Linked DNA regions of Mus musculus: all the other regions are linked to region 4. Evidence: chromatin contacts called from public HiChIP or PLAC-seq and promoter capture Hi-C data. All regions are on one chromosome and are shown on one strand. Each heading gives the region's core, a stretch centred on a gene start, on an enhancer-like site or on the middle of the called end of the contact. The rest is flanking DNA. Distances are from core to core; before and after follow the strand shown.

Region 1 (2,942 bases), core at 247-2,746, 260 kb after region 4:
CAAACACACACAGCCCTACACACACACAAATACACAGTTCTACACACACACAAACACAATTCTACACACAAACACACACACATAGACACATCCACATACAAATATGCACCTATGTACACACTCACACACAAACACATGCACACCTATATACACATATATACACATGTACACATCCACACACACATCTGTACACATACATCCACACAAATGCACACATACACATCTATCCATACATACACCTCTATACATCTGAACACACACACACACACACACCTATACACACACACACACAGATCCATATACACACATACACACACACACACACACCTATATACACACATACCTATATACACACACATCCATCCACACACATCCACTCACACACACATGGATTATGCATGTTCTACTGTGTGAGGCTGACAGGATGCCCGTGACTACTCTTGCTTGGCTAGGAAAATGGAGGCCTTTGCCCTTCGGAAAATGAGCGACCTGTCATCTATCTGTGTCTCAGGGGCAAAGGTTGTCACTGTGACTTTTATTTGTGACCTTTGGGGAGTGTGGGCTGCACATTTGTGTAATCTGTTGTGGAGCCTCAGAGGGAGCAAGGGCAGCAAGCTCCTGTCACCAGGTGCCTTCCCAGCTCAGGAGAACGGAAAGTGATCTCAGCAAAGGGCCGAAGCCTGAGGTACCACGTTGGCTTCCTCCCTTCCCCATGCCCACGGGAGCTTCACTCTCACTCCCTGCTCGAACCCTGCTTGTTCCTGGGGGACATGGCTGCCTTTTCCTGCAGTTTAATGCCCCTATCTGTGGAGCTTCAGCCTGCAGCCAAAGGAGGCATGGAGGCCCAGAGTGCAGGCACTGGCGATCCCTGCCCCAGAGGAAGTGGCCGGACGAAGTCCAGTCTGGGACACTGTGGTCAACACCTGATACCGTCTGAGTGATTTTCTGCCTTGAGACCTGCCAGGGAGAGGAGCAGGCAGCTGAACCTGCCCACGGCCTGCTTGGCATGCTGGCTACAGCCAGCTGGTGACTCATTCCCCCAGGGAGGATGCCCAGTACAGGCTATATGGCCAGAGGTCCGGGGTGCCTCAAAAAACCTGTGCAAGTGAAGCCCACACTGGGCAGGCTGTGGAGGGAGCAGAAAAGTCCCACATGTGGGGCCAGGCCACTCTCTTGTCCCTCTGCCCTCTCCGTCACTGGGACTACAATCCCAGGATACACTGTCTCTGTCATGCAAAATCCCTCACAAGAGAGCAGGCAACTAGCGGAGATTCAGGAGTCCCTCTTCCTAGTGGCCTGTTTGCCTTCTCCTCCCTGGACCAAGGCTAGGGAGTACTTGCCTATCCCTGTAGCCTTTTCTCCAGCCTGCTGCCCAGGAGGGGTGGGAGGCTCTCTTCGGGGAAATGAATTCTTGGCCGGAGCCCAGATGCTGGCCTGCCTAGCTTTGCTCCAGGGTGATGCTGGGTGTACACACAGCCCCATTGTGTGCCTGGGCCTCAGGCCTGCGTCATGGGCCTGGCACCAGCACTATCAACACCAGCACTGGCTCCCACAAGGGCCTGAGCCCTCAAGCTCTGGTGAGGGGGCAGGGGCGCTGGTGATTAGGAGAGACTTCTGTGGTGGGGCCAGGGGTGCGGAGTTGCTTGACTGCTGGTCCCCGAGTTCAGGCTGGACCCCCCAGCTCTTCACAGCCAAGCTTGGAAAAAGCAAGGCAAACTTCTTCCCGAGAAACAGCTTCGTCTGGGATCTGAAGGGAACCAGATACGTGAGGACATAGAGCCCCCATGTGCTCTGTAAAGCAAAGGGAATAGTAATCAAGGGTGGTATGGTTGGTGGGGGCAGCAAGCCTCCAAGGCTAGAAAGCAGGCTCTGCCTCAGTTTCCCTATGCCAGCTGTATTGTATATACCCTACCAATAAGGGAAAGTTGTACAGAGGTGAGCTGTGGCCAAGACTGGGCTTAGAATCTCTCTCTCGAGCTCTATAGGCTGGGCCTGAGCCCCCTTCCCAGGCCTAGTTCCACTGGCAAACAGGACATCCTGCCTCTGGATGCTTCTATTCTGAGAGTTTGGCTTGAGTCTCTGTAGCTCCTCAGGTTTCTAGCCTGAAGGGGGCCTCTGTAGCAAAGGAACCTGCCATGAGCCACCTGGCTCCCAGCAAGAAGGGTCCCACCCTGCCTTACACTCAAGCTGAAGGCCAAAGGGAGAGTCCCCAGACATGTCCCCTGTGGGGTCCCTGTTTTCACCTCCTTAGTTGTACCTAGTCCAGGAGCCCCAGTCCCCAGGCCCATCTTCCTAGCTGCCTTGCCCATCCTGGGCATGAGGCCCGGCATCTTCCTTCAGTACCTCAGCAAAGGGACAGGGAATTCCTTAAAGGTGCCTGTGAGACTGAGATGCCAGGATTGGCGCATGGGGACAGGTGGAGATGGTAGGAACTAGAAGGAGACGCCCAGGGTGGTGTCTGTCCCGGAGTCTCCCCCCGTGCTGCTCGGACGTACTGCTCCGTTTATACCTTTCCCAACACCCTGCCATTGTGTCCTCCCCTCATGACACAGCAGTGGATAAAACAAGCTCTCAATGCATGAGCATGGCAGGCGTGACCCAGAGGGTAGCATTGGGTACTGGAAGGATTGTGGGTGGTGCCGAGGAAGAGAAGCACCAGGAAAGGCCTTGGAAAGCTCACACACTAATCAGAAACCGGGGCAGGGGACTAGAAGTTCGGGTCAGCTGTTCTGAACACATGTTGCTCTTACAGAGGACCCAGGTTTGATTCCCGACACATGGTGGCTCGCAGCTATCTGTCTTTCCAGTTCTAGGGGACCCAACACTCTCTTCTGATCCCTGCAGGCTCTGGGCATGCACGTGGTACACATACATACATACATTCATGCATGCATGCATGGAAAAGACACACTCATGAAATAAAAAAAAAATTCAAACATTGG
Region 2 (2,700 bases), core at 95-2,594, 440 kb before region 4:
GTGTGTCTATGTGAGATCACGAAGCTGTGCATGTTGGTGTCCACAGAGGTATCAGATTCTCTAGAGTTAGGGTTACAGGAGGCCTCCCAACATGGGCGCTGGTAACTGAACTTGGGTCCTCTGCAACTGTTCTTAACCACTAAACCATCTCTCTAACTCCAGGGTTTTCTTTTATTCTCTCCTCTCCTCTTCTCCTGCATATTCATATTCTCTCTCTCTCTCTCTCTCATATTTTTTTGTAGATTAAAATGTTGGCTGCATTATTATGCTCAGTTGCAAGGTGTGGAGAAGCCAGAGGAACATGGAAGGGGCTGGAGGGAGGGGCAAACACAGGTCTAGAGATGTGACCTTCCACACCCGATCATCTGCTTCCCAGAATCCTTTTGTAGTTTTCTGTTCTGCTTTGGATCCTTGAGAGGCCACAGCATTTCCTTGTTACACATTTACCCGTCTCTCCACGGTTAAAACCCTTCTTTCTTACAGTGGGAGGAACACAGCTATGAACCAGGCAAGGCATACGGCTCATCTTTGATGAGTGATTTGGGTACTTTCAATAACAATTCCAAGGCAGTGGCTGGGATTCTCAGCAGAGACAGGCAATTTCTGAGTTTGAGGTCTAGATCCTTCAGTCAGACTAGACAGGACACTTGTCAGGGGTCAACCATGCCAATGGTGTGACAGGCCAGTCCAGTGAAATGTAAGGCCAAGAGTGTGTTTACCTGGTAGAGTGGCAATAGTGGCAACTATTGCTGGTTGCCACTCAATTTTGATGCCCTGCCTGAAAGGATGGTATCCCAGGGGCATGGGTGTTAAGCCAGATTGCCGGGCTCCATGGGGAGGAGGTTGTATCTTGCCATACCAAGCTCTCCTTTGCTGTCCTGCTCACAAGGTTGCTGTTTGTATGAAGTGTGGCAGAAGACACATGTCCCTGTCCCAGGTTCCATTCAGAACTCGTAAGCCTGCAGGTAATCCTGAGCAGGTGTCCTTCAAGCCCCACTGCCCTGTCACTCCATGCTTCATTAGCTCAGGCCCAAACAGGAAGCAGGGAGTGAGAGCCAAGAGTGAGAGCTGTAGGACTCTGTGAACGGGACAGAAGTTTCCAGGTTCTGTAGAGTGAATGGACTCACCCAGGCTCCGTTCTGCTAGCTAGAGGCTTGCCCTCTCTCTTCATCCACCTCAGTTTCAAGAACACCCCAGTGCGTCTTTCCTGGCCCCTCTCCACGGGGCCCCAGTCTCTTCTTTGCCACTAATCCTGGCCTGTCACCAAGCAAATGACTAGGCTTGCAGGGGGCCGGGCCAGATTTCAGATGACTCAGATGGCCCATCCCACAGTGAGCCAAGCAGTTCCGGGCAGACCACGTGTGACCATGAGCTACCAAGGTCAGCCACTTGATAGGACACTCTACAGCAGCGACAAGATGAGCATCCCTTAAAGACTAATTCTTTTGTGCCGTGAAAGGGAAGTTTGACTAGATGGGCCCGGGCCCGGTGACTGTGGCACTGAGCAGTGCGCACCACCCAAGCCTTCTCCTCTCGCTGCCTTTGGGGACAGAGAGCTGAAGGAAGAGTGAGTCACTGTTTGGCCATGTCTCCTCTTCAGGATTTAATCCCTTAATGTAAAAGAGAATTAGGCAAGAGGATTAAGAGATTAAACAAGATTCATTACTGATTTCTTAAAAATTAAGCTCTGCCTCAAAATAACCTGTGTGGAGCCAAGTGTGAGCAGGTGAGGAGGGGCAAGTGCATATTGTCCAGGCACGGTTGATGCTATCTAGTGGCTTCTTGATAAAATCAACATCCAACAGCAACAAGCTTAGCAAGCGTCATTAATGTCTCTTCAGCCATGAAGGGAACTTACTGACCCACTCTTGGAGGGGATAGGCCTAGTGGAAGTGCTCCGGTCCTGGCATGGGGTAGCCTAGGGTTTCTCCTCATGTAGCACAGAGTTGGCCTCTTTCCCAGCGGTGACTCAGCTTTTCCAATCACTACCAGGCCAAACTCAGGGTTGGTAAGCTCCAGGCCATACTCTTGGGTGGGGTTGAGAAAGACATGGAAAACCAAAGCCAAACTAAAGACCTCTCTTTTCCTTCTTCAAGGTGTGTGAGTGTATGAGTCTCTGTGTGTATGTGTTTCTCTCTGTGTGCATGTCTGTGTGAGTCTGTGTGTGTATGTGTGTGTGTGTGTGTGTGTGTGTGTGTGTGTGTGTGTGTGTGTGTGTGAGGGGGGGGGGGAGAGAAAGAAAGAGAGAGAGAGACACTCTGTGGGTGTGAGTTCCTCTCTATGTGTGTCTGTGTGAGTCTCTGTGGCTATGAGTCTGTGTGTGTGTGTGTGTGTGTGTGTGTGTGTGTGTGTGTGTGAGAGAGAGAGAGGGGGGGGGAGAAAGAAAGAGAGAGACACTCTGTGGGTGTGAGTTCCTCTCTATGTGTGTCTGTGTGAGTCTCTGTGGCTATGAGTCTGTGTGTGTGTGTGTGTGTGTGTGTACATGTCTGTAGAGGCCAGAAGTCAGCATCAGGCATCTCCCTTGATGTCTCTCCATCTTAGCTTCTGAGAGAGGGTATCTTAACTGAGCCTAGCTTGCTCATTCAGCCACATGGGCTGGTCAGCCAGTCCCTGAGATCATCGTGTCTGTCTCCCCAGTGTTGGGATTAGGGGTGCATACCAAGGTACCTGGGGGTTTTTTGTTTTTGTTTTGTTTGTTTT
Region 3 (2,868 bases), core at 15-2,514, 330 kb after region 4:
AGGAAGGCAGGGCCTCTGACTGAGCCCAAATAGGGGCTTAAGTCAGGAAACCTGGGCCTACACCTCTGCACCCTGGCCACTCTGACTCTGAACGAATCTGGATGTCCATATGAGCCTCTAGGAAACTCTAGACTGTGAGGGCCGGGGGTTGGAAGGCTAAATTGGCAGAGGTGCCCCCAGGGAACCACACTCTCTTCCTTAGTCTGTAGGCTCCTGGGGCAATCAGGGTAGTTTAGCCTCTGAGGTGGGGGAAGGGACATTTTACTACGTTGTAGATTGTGTGTGTGTGTGTGTGTGTGTGTGTGTGTGTGTGTGCCAGCGTGAGTCCCATATAGGGTAGGGTAGGGACTGACGGGAGGGAATTTCAGCTAGCAAGAAGGAGAGAAGGGGCCAGGTTCCTAACCACTAGTTGCTGAGACAAAAGTTTTCAAAGAGCGCTCCAGCTACATTCTGCTTAGTTTGGGGGAAGGGAAGAAGAGAGACTCAGACACTGCCCCCCCCTCCCTGCCACACACCCCGCCTAAGGCCCTCATAAATATTTACACACTGGGCAGAAATGGTTCGGCCACAAATCCCAATATTATGGGCAGACATCGCAGACATCACGGAGTGTGTGTGTGTGTGTGTGTGTGTGTGTGTGTGTGTGTGTGTAGCTGGGGCTAGGGGGAGTTGGAGCCAACTCTGCACAGCCATGGCCGCCTGCTCCGGGCCCTGCCTCCTCACCCTAGCCCTCTACTCCCCTCTTATCCCCTTGGACCTGGTCCCCAATACTGAGACTTCCCATCCCCACCCCCACCCAAGCTCCTGGGAGCCATCCGCCTGTACGTCTCCAAGAGGACCAACAACCCCACCCCCAAAACTTCTCTCAGCCTCCACACCACTCTGGTCTAACCTTCGATCTCCATTCCCGCTCCTACCTGGGTCCAGGGCAGCGCTGGGGACTCCATGAGGCGCGTCGCAGCGAGAAGGGCACTGACCGCTCACCTGGGACATCGGCCTGGGACCTGGAGAAAACAGCGCTCAGCGGGCGGGGCAGGCCTCCCTCGCGTGTGCGTGGGGAAACGGAGTGGGTGCCCTAGCGCATACTCGTGCAAGCTGCGCGCTGCTGGCCTAGGCAGGTCACCTCGTGGACCCCGCCATGCGACACCTGGGTGTCGCCCGCGCCCCCTCCCCGCTCACTCGCTCTTGGCTCCCATTCCAGCGCCAGCTCGCACCCACCGATCGCCCCTTCCTTCTTCCTTCTCTCGTTCCAGCCCCCTCGCTCCTCCCCTCTTCCCTGGCCCACCCCGTCCCCGCCCCCTCCTCGCTGTCTCAGCCCCCCTCAGGCGTCCCCTCCCCCGTGCGGGACTCGCTGCTGCCAGGGCAGGACACGTCTGTCCGCGGGGCGTCCGAGGCCTGAGCCCCCACAGGAAGCCAGCTCGTCTGGTTTCCTCCCCTCGCTCAGAGCCAGGATCTCCAGTCTCCCCAGATCTCCGCCTACCCAGGGCCGGGAGAACCTCGCGGCTTGCACAAGGGGCCGCATGTTTTCCTTCGGTCTTAAACTTTGTAAAAGTTTCCAGAATATCAAAAGAAAGAAGTCACAATCATCCTGGGACAATGGTCTGAATAGTAGTAGCCCTCAAATCGCGTTGTCCCGAAGATCAGAGCAATCTAGTTCTTTTGGTGCCCTTTGTTCAAGTCCTGGATTTCCATTTCGGAGCTGGGTGCCTGGAGTTAGGGGCTCAGTCCGTCAGAAACTGGCTCTCCGGGAAGCTGGGCTGGTGTCGCATCAGCCTCCTGGTCCCATAGCAGCCAAAAACACCCCCAAGGCCCGCCATCCCCGCCAGTGCCAGTTGGACACGGGAATTCATTTTAGACAGACTGCCCATCACCAGGCTGTCACTCCAACTTTCTCACACGAGGGTGAGTGTAGAAGGAATTGAGGAGAGGCCAGTCTGTTGATCCGGCTGGTATGGTAAGCTCTGGCTGTGCGGAGGAACTGTCACCAAAAAGTGGGGGGGGGGCTCGGAGACCCTCAGAGTGACCCCAGGAGCTTGTAGGCAGCCAGGTGGGGCTTGGCAGGTCCGTGGAGGTGATTCTCAGGTGAGAAGTCCCTCTGGGACTCACACTGGACCTGAGCTGCCTCCAAGCCCGGCGGCGTCTGGGTCCACACCACCAGAGCTAATTAGGGAGGCGGCGGCGCCAGGACACCTCCTCTCAGCCTGCGTTACAACCGAGAGGAAAGCTGGGACGCCAAAGATGGAGCTCCCCCTCGGTCGCCTCCCAGTCCTCGAAGTCACTACTTACAGCTCTTGTAGGTCTTCTGGGCGCCGTCGGGGCCGGGACCCGCGTGGCCCCCACGGCGCCCGCAGCTCTCTCACCGCCCTCGGCCACGTTCCGGGGATAGGCAGGGGTGGCTGCGCTGGGGGGAAAGTGGGACGGGAGGGAGTCCCGCCCTGGACGTCTAGATGCTCGCTGCGGGAGACTTGGCGCCCTAGAGCCTCGGAGGTCAGGCTGCTGTCTGGGGGCGTCGCAGAGTTTGGGAGCACTCCTCCTTCCTGGTAGCGGCTGAGTCACTGCGACGCGCCCGCGGGAGGGTTTGGCGGCTGCTGCATTCTTCCCGGCTTACCTGAGCCGGTAGGCCGGGCCTCACCTGCCTTCAAAAGCAGCTCCCCAGTCTCTCCTTAGCTTCAGCGCCCCGCCTTTTTAAGTTTTTCTGTTTCAGATCAGGGCCTCTGGGACTAACGCAATCCTTGAGCCTCTTTGTTTCTAGGTCGTCCAGGAGGATGTCAAAGCGCCCCACCCCCCCTACCCCGTCAGAAGTCTACCTTTACATCTGTGTGCAGAAACACCTTCACCTCATGCACGCTAGTCACACAGATGTGCCCC
Region 4 (2,950 bases), core at 209-2,708:
GCCTGATCTACAGAGTGAGTTCCAGGAGAGCCAGGGGTACACAGAGAAACCCTGTCTTGAAAAACCAAAGCGGGGAAGGGTTATATTAAAAAACAAAAACAAATTCAAAGACAGAAAGGAGACGTTCTTGGGGCTGTGGAGAAGACCGAATCCAGTGTTGTTCAGGGATACAGGGCTTTGGACATGGATAACGCTGAGAGTTGTGTAACACTTAATGCCACTTAATGCCGCTGCAGACGACTGAAATGACAAGGTTGCTATTTGTGTCTCTCCCACATGTATAAGCATCGAAACAGTCTCATTCTACAATGGACATGTGTGTTTCTTCTGCCTGAAGCTGAGTCTCTAACAGTCTTCCAAGAGAAGGGGAGAGAGAATCTGGGATGGAGTTCACGGAGCTGGGGGGGGGTCTGTAAAGGAAACAGCGGGCCTAGTGTTTCTTGGTACTCACAGCTCTGCAGCATCTCTGTCAGTGTCTCCACAGACGCTTTCTCGGCACTCTCAAATCCCGCCTCTGTCAGCAAGGAGCTCACAACCACTTGCAGGGTCCTCCTCCGGGCCAGATGGTAGTTATCAGCAGGGTTAGTGGATTGCTTACTTCCCGGTCTCTGGAAATCAGAAGCCCAGAGTGAGACTTTGAACCACTAGATGTGTGTGTTTTGCGCGCGTGTGTGTGTTCCTGCGAGTGCAGGTGCCGCGCTGGCCCGGATTCCGTGAAGCAGGAGTTACAGGTGATTGTGAGCCACTCCACCAAACTCAGGTCCTCTGAAAGACCAGCAAGTCCGTCTTAACCACTAAACCATCTCTCCAGCCCCATTCACTTCTTTCTGGAGCAAAGTTACAGGAGCGGGTCTGTGGTGGGCACGCCTTTATTCCCAGCACCCGGGAGGCAGAGGCAGGCGCGAGAGGAGGCAGGAAGAGAGAGGGAAAAGCAAAGGAAGAATATATACACGAATGATGGTACTGAGCGAATAAATCTACTATCTTCTTGTCCCATCACACCATTTCAGTAACCAGGAAAATTAAACCAGCTACCACCACAGGATGCAGAGGAGAGCTAGGCATCACCGCAGAGAAAGGCAGAGCAAGTAAATATTTTACGAAGTTCCAACTTCGGCCGGCCAGTAAGAGGATAAAAACAGCCTCTTCAGACCAATCAGAAGGAGTTCCGGGTTCCCACCTCAACAAGGAACAAGCCAATCAAGTCTCAGATGCAGCAATTCAGGAGGCCGCTGCCAAAAGCCAAGCAGCGGGGACCGCCTACGGCCAGAGATACTCTCCAGCCCCGGGTCTCAGAGCGGGCCTGGGCTTCTCGGTTCGAGACCGTGGCCCAAACCGTGGGAGAGATCCAGAAGACCCAAACTCTTTCGGCTTCACGCCGCGCCTCTCCACCCTTACCGTTCCGGAGCCACCAGGCCCGGCCGCCGTGTCAGCCATCTTGCTCTTGCGTAGTGTGCGTGAGCGCGGGGCACGATGGGACTTGTAGTTGCGGGGTGGGAGGTGGAGAAGGGCGGGGCCGCGGGTGCCCCGCCTTATAGAAAAGCTCTACGAACACGTGTGAGTCTGGGGTGGGGGTGGAGGGAGCTCGGGATAGCCCAAGCTCACGTGGCGTTGTGTGACCCAAGCTTTCTTGGACACTTAAGTCAGTAGCTGTAGCAATTGATCTGGAAGACGCACTGTGAGATGCACTGAGTTAAAAGAAACATATTTTGTCCAGGAGCCTGCCGTCTGTAATCCTAGCACTTTGGAGCTGAGACCAGAGGATCTAGAGTTCCAGGCTAGCGTGGGCTATGCAATGAATTAAAGGCCAGTTTAGGACTACATAAGGAGACCCTTTCCCTGAAAAGAAAAGAATAAAAATAAAAACAAAAACAAAGCCATTTGTATGAAGTAAGTTCTCAGAAATACACTAAGAATACAATTTGGGTCTGGAGAGATGGCTCAGCGGTTAAGAGCACTGATTGCTCTTCCAGAGGTCTTTAGTTCAATTCCCAGCAACCACGTGATGGCTCACAACCATCTACAATGAGAACTGGCGCCTTCGCAGGGCCTTGGTGGTGCACGACTTTAATCCCAGCACTTGGGAGGCAGAGGCAGGTGGAGTTCTGAGTTCGAGGCCAGCCTGGTCTACAGAGTGAGTTCCAGGACAGCCAGGGCTACAAAGAGAAAACCCTGTAAAAAAAAAAAAAAAGAAAAAGAAAAAGAAAAAGAAAAAGAGGGGCTGGTGAGATGGCTCAGCGGTTAGGAGCGCCGACTGCTCTTCCAAAGGTCCTGAGTTCAAATCCCAGCAACCACATGGTGGCTCACAACCATCCGTAATGAGATCTGATGCCCTCTTCTGGTGTGTCTGAAGACAGCTACAGTGTATATAATAAATAAATAAATATTTTAAAAAAAGAAAAAGAAATCTGGCGCCCTCTTCTGGTGTGTCTGAAGACAAGACCAATATACCCACATGTATGCAATAAATAAATATTTAAAAACAAAAAAACACTTTGGTTCTGCTTGCTCTTCCAGAGGTTCTGAGTTCTATTCCCAGCAGCCACATGGTGGCTTACAATTATCGGTAATGGGATCCAATGCCCTCTTCTGGTGTGTCTAAAGACAGCTACAGTGTGTGTATTCATATAATTGAAACAAATAAATCTCTTTTAAAAATACACTTTGGGGCAGAGAGGTGGCTCAGTAGTTAAGAACACATACTGGGCTGGAGAGATGGCTCAGTGGTCAATCAGAGCACTGACTCTTCTTCCTGGGGTCCTGAGGTCCTGAGTTCAATTCCCAGCAACCACATGGTGGCTCACAACCATCTGCAATGAGTTTGGATGCCCTCTTCTAGTGTGTCTAAAAGACAGCTACAGTGTACTCATATACATAAAATAAATAAAATCTTAAAAAAAAAAAAAAGAACAAACACATACTGCTCTTGGAGATGACCCAAATTTGAGCA

The links. Promoter capture Hi-C pulls out the DNA fragments that hold promoters and counts their contacts. HiChIP or PLAC-seq counts read pairs in DNA pulled down with a chosen protein or histone mark.
Region 1: a contact with region 4 is called in a FOXA1 HiChIP or PLAC-seq map of pancreatic cancer cells. The contact joins the enhancer-like site here to the promoter of Taf8 in region 4. A contact is called at or near these places in 5 of 484 Hi-C or Micro-C datasets (B cells, the G1E-ER4 cell line, erythroblasts and 2 more), 3 of 115 datasets of contacts at active chromatin or transcription factors (effector CD8 T cells, microglia and pancreatic cancer cells) and 2 of 9 other capture datasets (adipose tissue and liver).
Region 2: a contact with region 4 is called in a FOXA1 HiChIP or PLAC-seq map of pancreatic cancer cells. The contact joins the enhancer-like site here to the promoter of Taf8 in region 4. A contact is called at or near these places in 2 of 39 promoter capture datasets (cranial neural crest and hippocampal neurons) and 2 of 115 datasets of contacts at active chromatin or transcription factors (the NIH/3T3 cell line and pancreatic cancer cells).
Region 3: a promoter capture Hi-C map of embryonic stem cells shows a contact between it and region 4. The contact joins the promoter of Mdfi here to the promoter of Taf8 in region 4. A contact is called at or near these places in 5 of 39 promoter capture datasets (embryonic stem cells, hippocampal neurons, liver and 1 more) and 1 of 115 datasets of contacts at active chromatin or transcription factors (pancreatic cancer cells).

Annotation. Positions count from the first base shown.
Region 1 is chr17:47,761,690-47,764,631 of GRCm38.p6, forward strand. It overlaps a transcript of Tfeb not described here. Among named protein-coding and RNA genes, the nearest start is that of Tfeb, 23 kb to the right of the region's middle. Within about 2 kb of position 1,497, at least 163 of the 459 cell types and tissues checked have an H3K27ac peak or open chromatin away from gene starts, as enhancers often do. A contact at or near this core is called in adipose tissue, liver, myocytes and 1 more, where this site is marked.
Region 2 is chr17:47,063,762-47,066,461 of GRCm38.p6, forward strand. No RefSeq gene overlaps it. Among named protein-coding and RNA genes, the nearest start is that of Ubr2, 55 kb to the left of the region's middle. Within about 2 kb of position 1,345, at least 82 of the 459 cell types and tissues checked have an H3K27ac peak or open chromatin away from gene starts, as enhancers often do. A contact at or near this core is called in the NIH/3T3 cell line and pancreatic cancer cells, where this site is marked.
Region 3 is chr17:47,832,027-47,834,894 of GRCm38.p6, forward strand. It overlaps Mdfi (MyoD family inhibitor), which reads right to left and starts at 1,265. Exons shown (of 4, transcript NM_001276390.1): 1 at 918-1,265. The coding sequence starts at 993.
Region 4 is chr17:47,500,833-47,503,782 of GRCm38.p6, forward strand. It overlaps Taf8 (TATA-box binding protein associated factor 8), which reads right to left and starts at 1,459. Exons shown (of 9, transcript NM_022015.4): 1 at 1,399-1,459; 2 at 452-608. The coding sequence starts at 1,437.